2 separate regions of the Zea mays genome follow, and region 2 is linked to region 1. A link is a contact called in public Hi-C data. All regions are on one chromosome and are shown on one strand. The core of a region is the stretch at or near the end of the contact, and the rest is flanking DNA. Distances in the headings are between cores, read along the strand shown. Region 1 holds the start of LOC100383190. Region 2 holds the start of LOC100284797 (glycoside hydrolase, family 28).

The links. A called contact is a pair of places that touch in the nucleus more often than the background predicts.
Region 2: a Hi-C map of tassel shows a contact between it and region 1, with 3 times the contacts expected there. The contact joins the promoter of LOC100284797 here to the promoter of LOC100383190 in region 1. A contact is called at or near these places in 9 of 25 Hi-C or Micro-C datasets (bundle sheath, ear, endosperm and 3 more).

Annotation. Positions count from the first base shown.
Region 1 is chr6:65,184,031-65,190,219 of Zm-B73-REFERENCE-NAM-5.0, forward strand. It overlaps LOC100383190, which reads right to left and starts at 4,792. Exons shown (of 13, transcript NM_001361953.1): 1 at 1,723-4,792; 2 at 1,323-1,646. The coding sequence starts at 4,650.
Region 2 is chr6:65,404,891-65,410,765 of Zm-B73-REFERENCE-NAM-5.0, forward strand. LOC100284797 (glycoside hydrolase, family 28) reads right to left here and starts at 3,064. Exons shown (of 2, transcript NM_001157692.1): 1 at 2,973-3,064; 2 at 1,057-2,618. The coding sequence starts at 3,017. The coding sequence ends at 1,203. LOC100381681 (Site-determining protein) reads left to right here. Exons shown (of 2, transcript NM_001174494.1): 2 at 559-1,204. The coding sequence ends at 1,007.

The sequences.
Region 1 (6,189 bases), core at 3,542-6,041:
CCAGCGCTCCCTAAGATGGGGCTGCTACCGCCGACTAGGGCCCCACGGTGTCACCGCCCGGCGCCCGCGCTTCCCACGAGGTCACCGGTGTACTAGCCTCCACGTGAATCGTCTCAGCCACGGCCACGCGTTGCCTGTCACGATCTGCTCCTCCGCACCATGATCATGGTTCCTACCCTTTCCATGATCAACGCTCGTGACTCATGCCTCATCTTCGTGACCACAGCTTGCTCGCAAGGCACCCACCATCACTGTGTAGTTACCCCTCCAAGCCTTCTACAATCAATAAAGAATGCATCGGCTGTGCAGATGCAGTGGGTGCCATAATGCGCCTCATCGCCATCAAGATCGTCAAGTGGCAGCAAGTTCAAGTTCCATCGTCCACATTGAGCCCAAGCTGCCTGTCTATCTCCAATCCACCCCAGACACTCAGATGATCAGAGGATCATCCTCGATATGAGGCATTGACTACTGACATCTCATCCAATCCACAATGTCTGCAAGAGCGACGGCATGGTCATCCACCTGTTGGTGTAGCTCTCAGGCAATGTCTATACGCCAAAAGTAACCTCCAAGGCCACTGATTGGAATTTTGAGGTCTATATACATCGTGTGTGCGATGTCGCCTGGAAGACACTAAAGCACCATTGTTACGTGATGTTGGGATCGAGGACGAACATCGTCGACAAACCCAAGGCCCAATTGCCACATGACCTAATGAACGCCATGCAAGATAGAACGGAGAATAGGAACATGCTAATAACGTCTTCCGTTGGCATGGGTGAGCAAACTTCATGCAGGACACTGGACGTGTTAGGTCGGGTTATTCATCCCCCAGACCCTTGAGGGTCGCGGGTCGGGCGAGACAGAAAACAGCCATTCCCTGCGCCTAGTGGTCGGACGAGACAAGCTCGGTCCCACGAGGGTCGGACAGATCCAATTGTTTGGATACTCGTCGCATCTCAATCATCCAACGCCGTGTCATACACGAGGCACTCGCCCCCGACAATTTTCTTCTCAGATTTCTATGCAGTACTCTATTGATTATCCATTCATCACATTTATTTGGATCACAACTCATAAAAGAGACAATTCCTTATTTGACACTAGAAAAATTCATGGTTCATTTCATGACCCTCAAAATATAAATCTTCCATATTTGACACTTGATGTAAATTTGATTCCCTATATGACACAAACATTAGTTCTGATCTCTAACGGTGTCAACTTCCATGTGAAAAGACGATTTTACCCCTATTGAAAAATTATCTGCATACAGGATCAATAGTTTAACATAGTCAAGCAAGACGGGCAAAAAATACCTCTTGTGACGGGTCAGACCCAAAGGATGAACGAAGCTTTCCATAGTGTTGGCACAATATTTTCAACAACGAAATAAGCACCTTCTGAACATCCCCTCCCTGGAATTCTGTCTGAGAAGATTCATATACGCCACTCATATCATCAAGCCATTTATTCAGATCCTTTGATGCAGCACTTCCACCAACAAGAGGGCCAGGAATAGGATGGCGACACAAAGCATGGAAGTAGCTAAATGCACCACCGTTAGCGATGCTTGAATGATCAATTTTATCAGCAACAATCTCTGGAATATTAAGAACTGATACCGTTCGACCAGAATTGCCCTTGGATTGCAGCAACAAAAAACTTTTAGTTACAACTCATTACAGCAAGAATGCTACAAGAAAATAATTGTGGTACCTGATTTCCGCTGTCAAAGTTTGCAGCCATAGAGCTGGTTTCTTTAAGAACTACAAGCTTCCCCCCAAATCCAAAGGATACCACAGTGTGTGGTGGGCGTCCAGCTGATGATCTCTGCTCATGTGGTGAGAAACCAAACTGTTGGGATGGACCATTTGTACCAGTCAGTTGCTGCTGAGCACTGCCCATGGAGGTCTGAGTACCCCAATAGTTGCTTGCAGCATAAGTATGCGCAGTGGAGTCATCATGCATTTGTGTCTTGTGCATACCCTCTTTTGGTACGAAATTTTGTGTATTGACGACCCCATTTGAACTACCATACCCATATCTTGTCAAAGGTTCATCTGCCATGTGACCAGCCTGGTGATCTTTAGGAGGCTGGAATTCCTTGCGACTAGTCTGGAAACCTGTTGAAGGTTCAAATCCTTTGTACCTTAATTCCTTACTTGTAGAATGCTCCAAACCACTGTACCAACTCTGATTCCCTGTAAAAGATCCGAAACTCTTATAGCTAGCCTGATTTCCCTCACTACCAGTGGATTGACCTGTAGAAGGCATAAATGTATTTACATGAGGCTCGTGATTTAAAGAGTCCACATTGGCCTGTTGCCCAATCTGATTCCCAGCCTGCTGATTAGAACCATAGGAACTACCTAGCAAGCTCTTGCCCCCCAAAACATCAGCCTGCATGGTATTACCGAACGAATCCGGTTGCCACTGGCTCTGCTGGTTATAGCTACTTGCATAAGAATCCTCAGTGTAATGAGCTACATTATGGCATGTCCCTGCGAACCCATCTGAGGCTGCTGCAGTAGTTGCAACATGTGCAACACTTTGCTGGTATGACTCAAGTGTTTGCCATTGTTGAGTGTTGGTGTCAAAGTACCATCCTGGGTATTCTGCGTAGAACAGCATGTTCGGTGGGTATTCTGGGGGTCCTGTGTTGGTCCCACCCTGGACCCAGCTCATGGCATTGGTGCTGCTCTCTTCCGCAATGGTTTCAAGTGCTGCATGTAAATTGTTTTGCAAGTACGATGCACTAAACTGCTGCTGATGTTGCTGTGTATTGTCACTCCCAACGGCTACAACAGCACCAGTATTATCAGCAACGTAACTCTGTGCACTGTGGGTATCTACCTGATACCACTGCTGTGTCGCCTCATCATACTTCCACCCCGGGTAGAGGCTCTCCAGGTATTTGGGATCAGTGGAGCCCAACTGTGCATTAGTGCTTTGATCCCCGTACCCTGCACTACTTCCACTGGGACCGAAATGAGAGTTAGCATTTTTATCAACTCCGTCAGAGAAGCTGTGTCCAGCACTAATCATGGCAGTGTTATACACTCCTGCAGAGAAGCTGTGATCTGGTGCGCTAACATTTGTAGCACCTACCAAGGATGAGACGTCTTGGCTGACAGGGACGGTGCCCTCAAAGAAGTCATCTTCAGCTCCATCGGGCAGGAGGTCACCAAATAGATCCGCCCCACCAGTGCTGGCACCAAAGTCGTTCCACTGCACTTGCTTGACGGCGGTATGGATGCCTTTCTCTGACCCTGGGGACCCACCCTCTGTCACTGTGGCAGTATCACCAGCATTGGCAGGAATCTCCTGAGCTTCAGGCTTAGTATGCACCGGTACAGATCCATGCTCTTTCTGCTCCTCTTTATGTGATGCCACCGCAGGATAAGCATCGGTCTGAGGAGGGGCCGCCGCAGGCTCAAGCTGAGGCTTTGACTCAGAAGTCGGCTCTGTAAGCTCAAGAGCAGGCTCTGGATGTGAAGTGTTTTGTATGTACGAACCACTAAACTGTTGGTGCTGCTGAACACTACCGCCACTCGCAAGGTCTGCCACAGCACCACCAGTATCACGAGCAGCATAAGTCTGTGTGTTGAGGGTATCTACCTGATACCACTGATGTGTGGCCTCGTCGTACTTCCAGCCAGGGTAGAGGCTCTCTAGATATCTGGGATCAGTGTACTCCACCTGCGCATCAGCGCTCCGATCCCCGTATCCCTCAGCAGTAGCTCTGGAATCGAACTGGGAAGTGGCATTGCTCTCCCCATATCCCACCTCTGTATGCATCGGCTTGGGTTCACACTGTGCCTCCCCCTCTTTCTGTGGTGCCACTGCAGGCTGATTGCCAGCCTCAGTCTCAGGCTGAGAAGCCGTCTGCCTGTGTTCAAGCCCAGTCCCTGCGTGTGAAGTGTTTTGCAGGTAAGAACCACCAAACTTCTGCTGAAGGTCACCATCACTCCTATGGTCTGCCACAGCAGCACCAGTATTCTGAGCAGCATAGCTCTGCGCGCTGAGAGTATCTACCTGATACCACTGCTGCGTAGCGTCATCGTACTTCCAGCCAGGGTAGAGGCTCTCTAGATACCTGGGATCCGTGTACTCCAGCTGCGATTTGGCGCTCTGATGCCCAGACCCCTCCGCAGCTGTGCTGGAATCCAACTGGGAACTGGCATTGCTCTCCGTGTGGCCAGAGACGGTGCGATCCGGCGCGCTGCCATCGCCGGTGCCTGCTGAGAGAGACGACGACAGCGACGGCTCCAGGCCCTGATGATCCTCTGGCACAGCCGCGGCCCCGGAGAAGGGTTCTCCGTCTTCCGGCAGGAGGTCCCCGGCCGGATCTGCCCCGACGGTGGCAGCGAGGTCGGGGGGCGGATGCAGCAGCACGGCCGCAGGATACACCTCCGGCGAGGGCTCACGCTCCGCATCCTCCGTCGGTGCCGCTGCCGCCGCAGCAGCAGCAGCAGGCTGGTCACGAGGCTCGGACTCGCGAGGCGGCGGCGCGTCGGGTTGATCGGTCAGCGATAGCGCAGCGAGCCCCCCCACGGCGGCGGCGGCCGGGGGATCGTCGTCGTCGTCGGAGTTGACTAGCTTGTCGAAGAAGGCTTCGTCGGTCTCGTCGAAATCCGAGGCCATGGAGTAGGAGGAGGAGGGGAATTAGCCCTAGTCCCTAGGGTTTGGTTGCATGAAGGGGGGAGGAAGAAGGTGGATCTGGTCGGGCCGCTCTTGGTTTCGCTTTGGTGGACTTCCGCCGCAGTGGGGAAGGGAGGAGATTGGAGACTGGGAGCAGAGGGAGGAGACGCGTGTGCGATGCGCGCGCTGACGTCACTAATCCGCTAGAGGTGTCTGTAGAGATTTGATTGTTAAATAACCCGATCTAGCACGCTAATACTTATTTAAGAAAATTCATCACTAATCCGCTATTTGAAAATTTTGTGTAAAAAATACAGTGGAAATGATCGAGTTTTCGTCATATCTTTACTCTTATAATGTAAACTAGGTGGGTGCCCGTGCATTGCAATGGAGACATATAATACCATGATAACTTATATATAAATAGGTATGTGTCCGTGTGTTGCCACGAGGTGAGGAGCATGGAGAGCGACGTCTAGGCTACAAATATTGTATGTACCATGTTGTTAGGTTTGTTCTTCAGTCCTCTCTTAGGATTCCAGTAAACGGGACATTAGCAGACAACAACTGGTCAGAAGTCAAATCCATTAATCTTAAATTCTCAATCACATATAGGGTGGTAACGATCTATAAATTTTACACTATAAAATTAAGGATCAGATCGGATCAGAATCATGTTTTATTTTTATTCACTTTTGAACTAAAATTAATTAAAGGATTCAAACAAATTGTGAAAAGACATAATCCATTACCACTCCTAATCACATCTCACGAACCATCACCATTCAAGTGCAGAACGCCAAGATGGCACTTGAGGAGTGATGAGATCACAACACGTGACTCCCCGGGCCCAAAAGCCCAATAAAACCTTCTCATCACAACAAATCCCCAAATTGTCTCTAGGAATTCACCAGCAAGGGAGATTACAAACCAATACTTGGCCACATGAATGAATGCCCTCAAGGCTCTGTCTGATGTAGAGGCCAAGCAAAGCAGATAAAAGTATAAGGCCATGCATTCTAGCTACAGCTAGGAAGCAAGGCACTGACCTGTTAGAATTAGAAAAATATTTAACAGCAATAAGCACAACAAATGCAGGCATCATTTTGCTTTTCAGGTACTACACCACACGGACAGAGGAAAAATAAAAAAGGTTATTATACACATGATTACACCTGCAAACCTCAAATCAATCTATCACTGTTCCCTTAGCACCACAAATCATGATCAAGGATAAGTTCGATCCAAGCATCATTCTAGCTTTTTACGGATCTGCAATGATTTTACACCTCATGCTCATGCTCATGCTGATACACCCAAAAATATAATTCTAAGATATTTCTAAGAAAAAATATGTATGTTTAGGAGAACCAAATGGGGGACTAAGGTTTTCCTGAGTTGTGTGGCTAATGACATGTATAGATGCGGGACCGATCCTTGTTTCAACACGGTTGTCCAAAAGGCAAATGATTAGTTGCGAAACTTCTTAGCTACCCTGCAAAAACAGATCAACCAGTACAGAAACACGTTGTTTTAGGCCAA
Region 2 (5,875 bases), core at 1,814-4,313, 220 kb after region 1:
CATAAGGGCGCTGCCGCCGCCGCTCGCCCTCTGGATCGGGGGCCGCCACCGTCGGCCTGGGAACCGCCGCCACCGCCGGCCTGGCAACCGCCGCTAATGAATCGAGATGGGGCGTAAAAACTGATCCCTAGCACTACGGATTTTCTTTTATAGACGTCTGGACCTGGTTCGGCTCGACCGGATTGCACTGTCTGGCCTGGGCTTCCAATAACTAAAGGAAGCCCAGGGCTCCTAATATACAATATATATATATATATATATATATCCCCTTGGACCTTGGATTCATTGGGATGCTGATGCCAAATATTATAGTTGTCCCACATTTGTTCCTGTTGCTTGCTACAGACGAAAGGATTCCGAGCATATGATGCACTTGGCATGATTTCCATGACTATAGTCCATACTTATAATGGGATTATCAGATTTCTCAAAATTGGAGCCATTAGCGTGTAATAATATTTGTGTTAATGTGATTTGGATCCATTTACCAAGGTTTTAGTTCTGACCCATGGCATAGAAACTGTGTTAACTACAGCTGCTTGATGTTTTGTTTTGCAGGTGTTGATGCTGGGTTTGTCACTGCCATTGCACCCGCAGAAGAGGCGGTGCTCGTTACCACTCCCGACATTACGGCTCTCCGCGATGCTGACCGTGTCGCGGGACTGCTGGAGTGCGATGGCATCAAAGACATCAAGATCGTTGTCAACCGAGTGCGGCCAGACCTGGTGAAGGGGGAGGACATGATGTCAGCGCTGGACGTGCAGGAAATGCTCGGGTTGCCTTTACTAGGCGTGGTGCCAGAGGACACGGAGGTGATCCGGAGTACGAATAGGGGCGTGCCGCTGGTGCTGAATGACCCGCCCACGCCTGCTGGCCTTGCTCTGGAGCAGGCTACTTGGAGATTGGTGGAAAGAGATGCGATGACGGCGGTCATGGTCGAAGAGCAGGAGAGGCCCGAGAAGAAAGGAGGCGGAGGCGGCTTCTTCTCGTTCTTCGGCGGCAGGTGATGAGTCAAGTCAGTCTTTAGGCTGTAGATGGTGTACAGGCTCGGAGTTTATGAATGCTTTCTAGGCTAGTGCCCGATTCATTCTGTCGTTATTGTGTTGATGAGACTTGATACTACTAGTCGCTTGCATTGGACCTGAACTACAAGTTGTACTAGGCGGCTGATCCACATCCGAATACACTCCTTGATTGAGCTGCTAGTTGGTGGCCGGGATGTCGTATGCGCACTGCTGCACTGTGACCTGGTCGATGGGCAGCGTGTCGGTCGGGAACGGGCATGCGCCGTCGTGCGCGCCCTGTAGCGGGTCGCACGGCGCGGGGCTGACGTTGGCCGACACTCCCTCGATGTCGGCGCAGTTCCATGGGTACTTCCTGGACTTGGACAGGTCGGCGGTGACGTTGGCGACGCAGATGCCCCGGAACGGTGCGCCCTGGATGCCCTGGAGGCGCGCCGCCTCCTTGTAGACCCCCGTGGCCACCACGTCCTGGTAGCTGATGTTGGCGACAACGGGGACGGCGTTGGGGTCGTACTTGTCGTCCGGGTGGGACTTGTAGTCGCCCGTCATCCAGAACACCCGCTTCATGGTGGTGAGCGTCATCCGGCGCGCGAACACGTCCCTGACGTAGGCGCCGCGGCCGACGGCGGTCTTGATGCGCACGGCGGACTCGGTGTTGATCGCCGTGATGTCCTCGGCGCGCACGTCCTGGATGCCGCCCGACATCTCGCTGCCCAGCGCGATGACGGCGCTGGTCGGGGACACGCACGTGAGGCGGCGGATGACGATGTGCTGGCTGGGCATCCCGTACGAGATGCCGTACTCGTCCCAGCCGCTCTTGATGGCCACGCAGTCGTCGCCCGACACGATGTAGCAGTCCTCGATGCGGACGTGAGAGCAGGAGTCTGGGTTGATGCCGTCGGTGTTGGGCGAGTTGGTCGGCGCCAGGATGGTGATGCCTTGCACCACGATGTTGCTGCTGTAGACTGGGTGGATGTTCCACGCCGGCGAGTTGAGCAGCGTCAGGTTGGAGATGTAGATGGTGTCCGAGTGCATCAGCTCGATGAGGTAGCCGCGCGTGTACTTGAGCTGGTTCTTGTGGAACTTGGACCACCACATGGCGCCCTGCCCATCGATCGTCCCGTTGCTGCCAGTGATGACTACGTCGGTCAGGTTCGATCCGCCGATGAGGCTAGCGAACCTCCCTCCGACCTTGTCCCTCCCTCTTCCGTAAGAAGGCAGGGGATCCACGATTGGCCACTCGCCTACGTCCTGGGAGCCGAGGATGACGGCGTCTTGGTGGAGGTAGAGGGTGAAGTGGCTGGTCAGGTTGAAGGGGCCCGTCAGCCACTTGCCCGCGGGCACGTACAGCATGCCACCGCCGCCGCCCTCGCCCGAGTACTGCGACAGGTGGTCCACCGCGGACCGGAACGCCGCGGTGTTGGAAGTGGTGCCGTCGCCCACGCCGCCGAAGTCCGCCACCGACGCCGTGTGCGCCCGGCAGGCCGGCGCCAGGTACATGCTCTGCCCGCTGCCGCGCGCCGGGGAGGCCCCGTGGCGCCGCCCGGACACCGCCGCCGCCGCGGCGAGGGCCAGGAGGCACAGGGACCGCAGAATCTGTTCCAGGAAACAGGAGTGTGCTTCAGATCAACAACTGGCTGCTACCACATACATGACCTGATCGATCTGGTTCGGTGGACTGGGGAAAAAAATTCTGATCTTGAATTGAAAAAAAAAACATTCTGGTTTGTGAGGCAAAAAGACGGCACTTTTCTTTTCAGCACCTCCATGCGCACATAATGACCGGAAAGGCGTGAAACTTTCAGCTGGGAGCTAGATGAGATCTGTCAGGACAAGAGGAGTACTGAAGAGCAGAACCGCGCAGCTAGCGCAGGAGGAAGAAGGAACACGCACGCGGCCGCCACGAACGAACGCGGTGAGAGTTTCGGGGCAGTGAGTTACGTTACGTACCTGGAGGAGCGGGGCCGCGTTGAGGCCGAGCGTTCGCGGCGCCATTGCTGCTCAGCCTGGACCTGGAGTGACTCGTGACTCGTGAGGCACGGGATGATGGAGTGGAGTGGATTGGATGGTAGCGGCACGGCAGCCAATTTATAGGAGTCCTTGCCGCACTGTTCAGCACTAGCTCCTTCATTAATTAATGCAGTACCAGTGGTAAAGCATGTATCTTTTACTGACTAGCTCTTTCGGTTGCCTGATCGCTTTTCACCGGTCCGGCGTACTTATGCATGTCATTTGCAGCTACAGAAGAATTATGTACGCTCTTAATAACTTTCGCTTAATTACTTGTTTGTGAAAAAGGTTAATTGCTTGTACTTTATATCGGCTTAGTGAAGGCTCCTATGTAAAAACTTTAGTTTCAGTTAGCTGGTGCACGCGAATTAGTAGTCAATACTCGGTAGTATACATATTATTTGGTGAAGTGCTGTTGGTGCTTCGTCGGCTGGTGCATTGCATTGGCATTGTGTGAAGTACCAGTGAGGTGACCACATGGAGGTAAATGGAAGCCAATCAAGTTTTGCTGCTAAGAATTAAAATTATGCACTTAGCTTCAATCGAGATAAAGAAATTGCTCAAACCAAAAGCGCGTCAGCCAACCGGTGATCTTATTATTTCAAAATATTCTTAAGATTAACACAAGGCCAACAAAACGAACATATCGTGTATCTGGCACAGAAAAGTCCGAATCTGCCCAAAATCGTATCGCTATCTATTGCCGTTTTCAGCAGCTCCAAATTCATTTTTCGAATGTGAAACTGAACCAAACAGACTCCGCTTAAGCTGAAATTCTACACACACCTTAACAAATGAGTTTCCAAGGTCTCCACAAATTTTGAATTCAAATGAATTTTTAAATCAATCGCAGATCAGAAAATACAAACATACTTAGGGTTTTGTTGGGGTTTTGCCTTTGAAATCAATCCACAACCAAAAAACTGTGCAACCAGAGTTTCTTAGTGGTATAAGGTCTGAATCAAACCCAGAGAAAAACTTCAAAACAATCTCCAACTCAAGAACTCGAAGGTTATTCCACAATCCAAAGAGAAAATGAAAGAGAAGAGAGCAAGAACAAAATCAAATCAAAACTGCAGCAAAAACAAAATAGAGCACATGATTCAACAAATCCTATGGATGGATCTGGCCACCTTTCCTTTGAACGACGAGGTGAAGATTACAAAGACACACATGTAGAGTCAAATCATCTGCGGATCTCAGGCTAAACTACTGCGAAAACTAGAGAATGAAATTAGGGTTTTCTAAATATAAATGAGCTAGCCAAAAGAGAGATAGACAAAGAGATGGTTGTTTACAACAACCCACCTATCTATTTGTAGAGGGTTATTTCACTAGTCTAAACTACCATAGATACATAGAGCCTTTCCACTTAGCTGGGGACGAAATGGACTAACTCCTGGAATTTTGATCTGACGGCCATGCGCTACACACGAATTTGGTTCGCCTCGACGCACTCTTGTCAAGATATCTTCTGAGGAGACGAAGGTACAAGATGTGACGAAGTAGGCTATGAGCCCTTCTTTGTCTTCTGCTGCTGAGGTCTCGGAGATTTTGAAGGTAATGACTGAACCTTTCCCATTTGCACTGCTTAGTCCTCTAAGGTTGGATCTGACTGGCCTCTTGCAGTCAAGGGAAACTGCTTCGGCTGGCGAGTGGAATAATGGGGGTCAAAAGAAATGGCGTATGTGAACATAATGGAAGCTATTGAACGGACCCCACCCTCAGCTTCGGCAGGCAAAGTTGCTATACCCACCGATGCCAAAGCTACCGCCACATCCGAAGCCGAGAATCTCGCAACCACCCTGTCAGAAATCGACGGACTCATATCAGATGTGGTTGCAGAGAGAGATGTAGCCGCAATGGCTTCTGATAAGGGGAAGAAAATTGAAGAAACCTCTTTGGAATGTATGAATTTCGACCTACAACACCTGGGCGGCCAACAACTTTCCAAAGAAGACATATCAGAATTAAAAAAATTTGCCATATCCTGCGGCTACCAGCCTAGATCAATGCTCTTTGGCGGGGTTGATGAAGAAATTATGGGATGCATTTGCGATAGCGCCGGAGCTAAAATTATAAGCACTTTGTCTAAAAGCATTGGATTCCTGAAGCTGGATAAGGATATCAGCTGCTATAGACGTCAACACATCATTGACAGCTTATTTTATTCGAACATCAAAGTAAGACTCTTTTGCAAATTACCGTTGGTATCTTCATGTTGATTAGGTATTCTAACTTTTTAGTTCATTTTTCAGAGTTTATTTCTAAGCAAAGCCTTGAAAATGCAACAAGATGACGAAGATAGAAAGAATGAAGTTGTCGTCAAAGGTTTTGAAGATAAAATCAGAAAACTTGAAGATTCTTTGAAAGAAAAAGATGACTTGCTGCATTCAACCAAAGGATTACTTACCAAAGCTCAAGCTCAAAATGAGAAATTAAGCAAAGAGTTGCCAGTCGGTTCAATCGTGAAACCGAAGCTTTAAACATGACAATCAAGGTTGAGGCTGAGAAGAACCTGAAGCTGAGTGAAGCACTCAAAACCCTTAAGAATAAATGTTTTGACTTTGCAACCCGATGCATTGCTTAGTTAAAAAGTATATTCAATTTAGTCGGAGCTGCATCCGAATAAGGCAATCCTTCTGCCGAAGATATCCCCAGAGCGCTTGAATACAATGAGAAAGAAGTTGACGTCCTCGATGAAGTCATAACTGGCAACGATGACTTCTGTGCGCTAGTAGTTTCTCGTGGTACGACTGCTGCTTTCATAAAAGCCAGGTGCAACCATGCAAGGGCTGTTAACAGGCCAAACTTTAGCCTGTCTCCGTCTGACCTTGTTGACA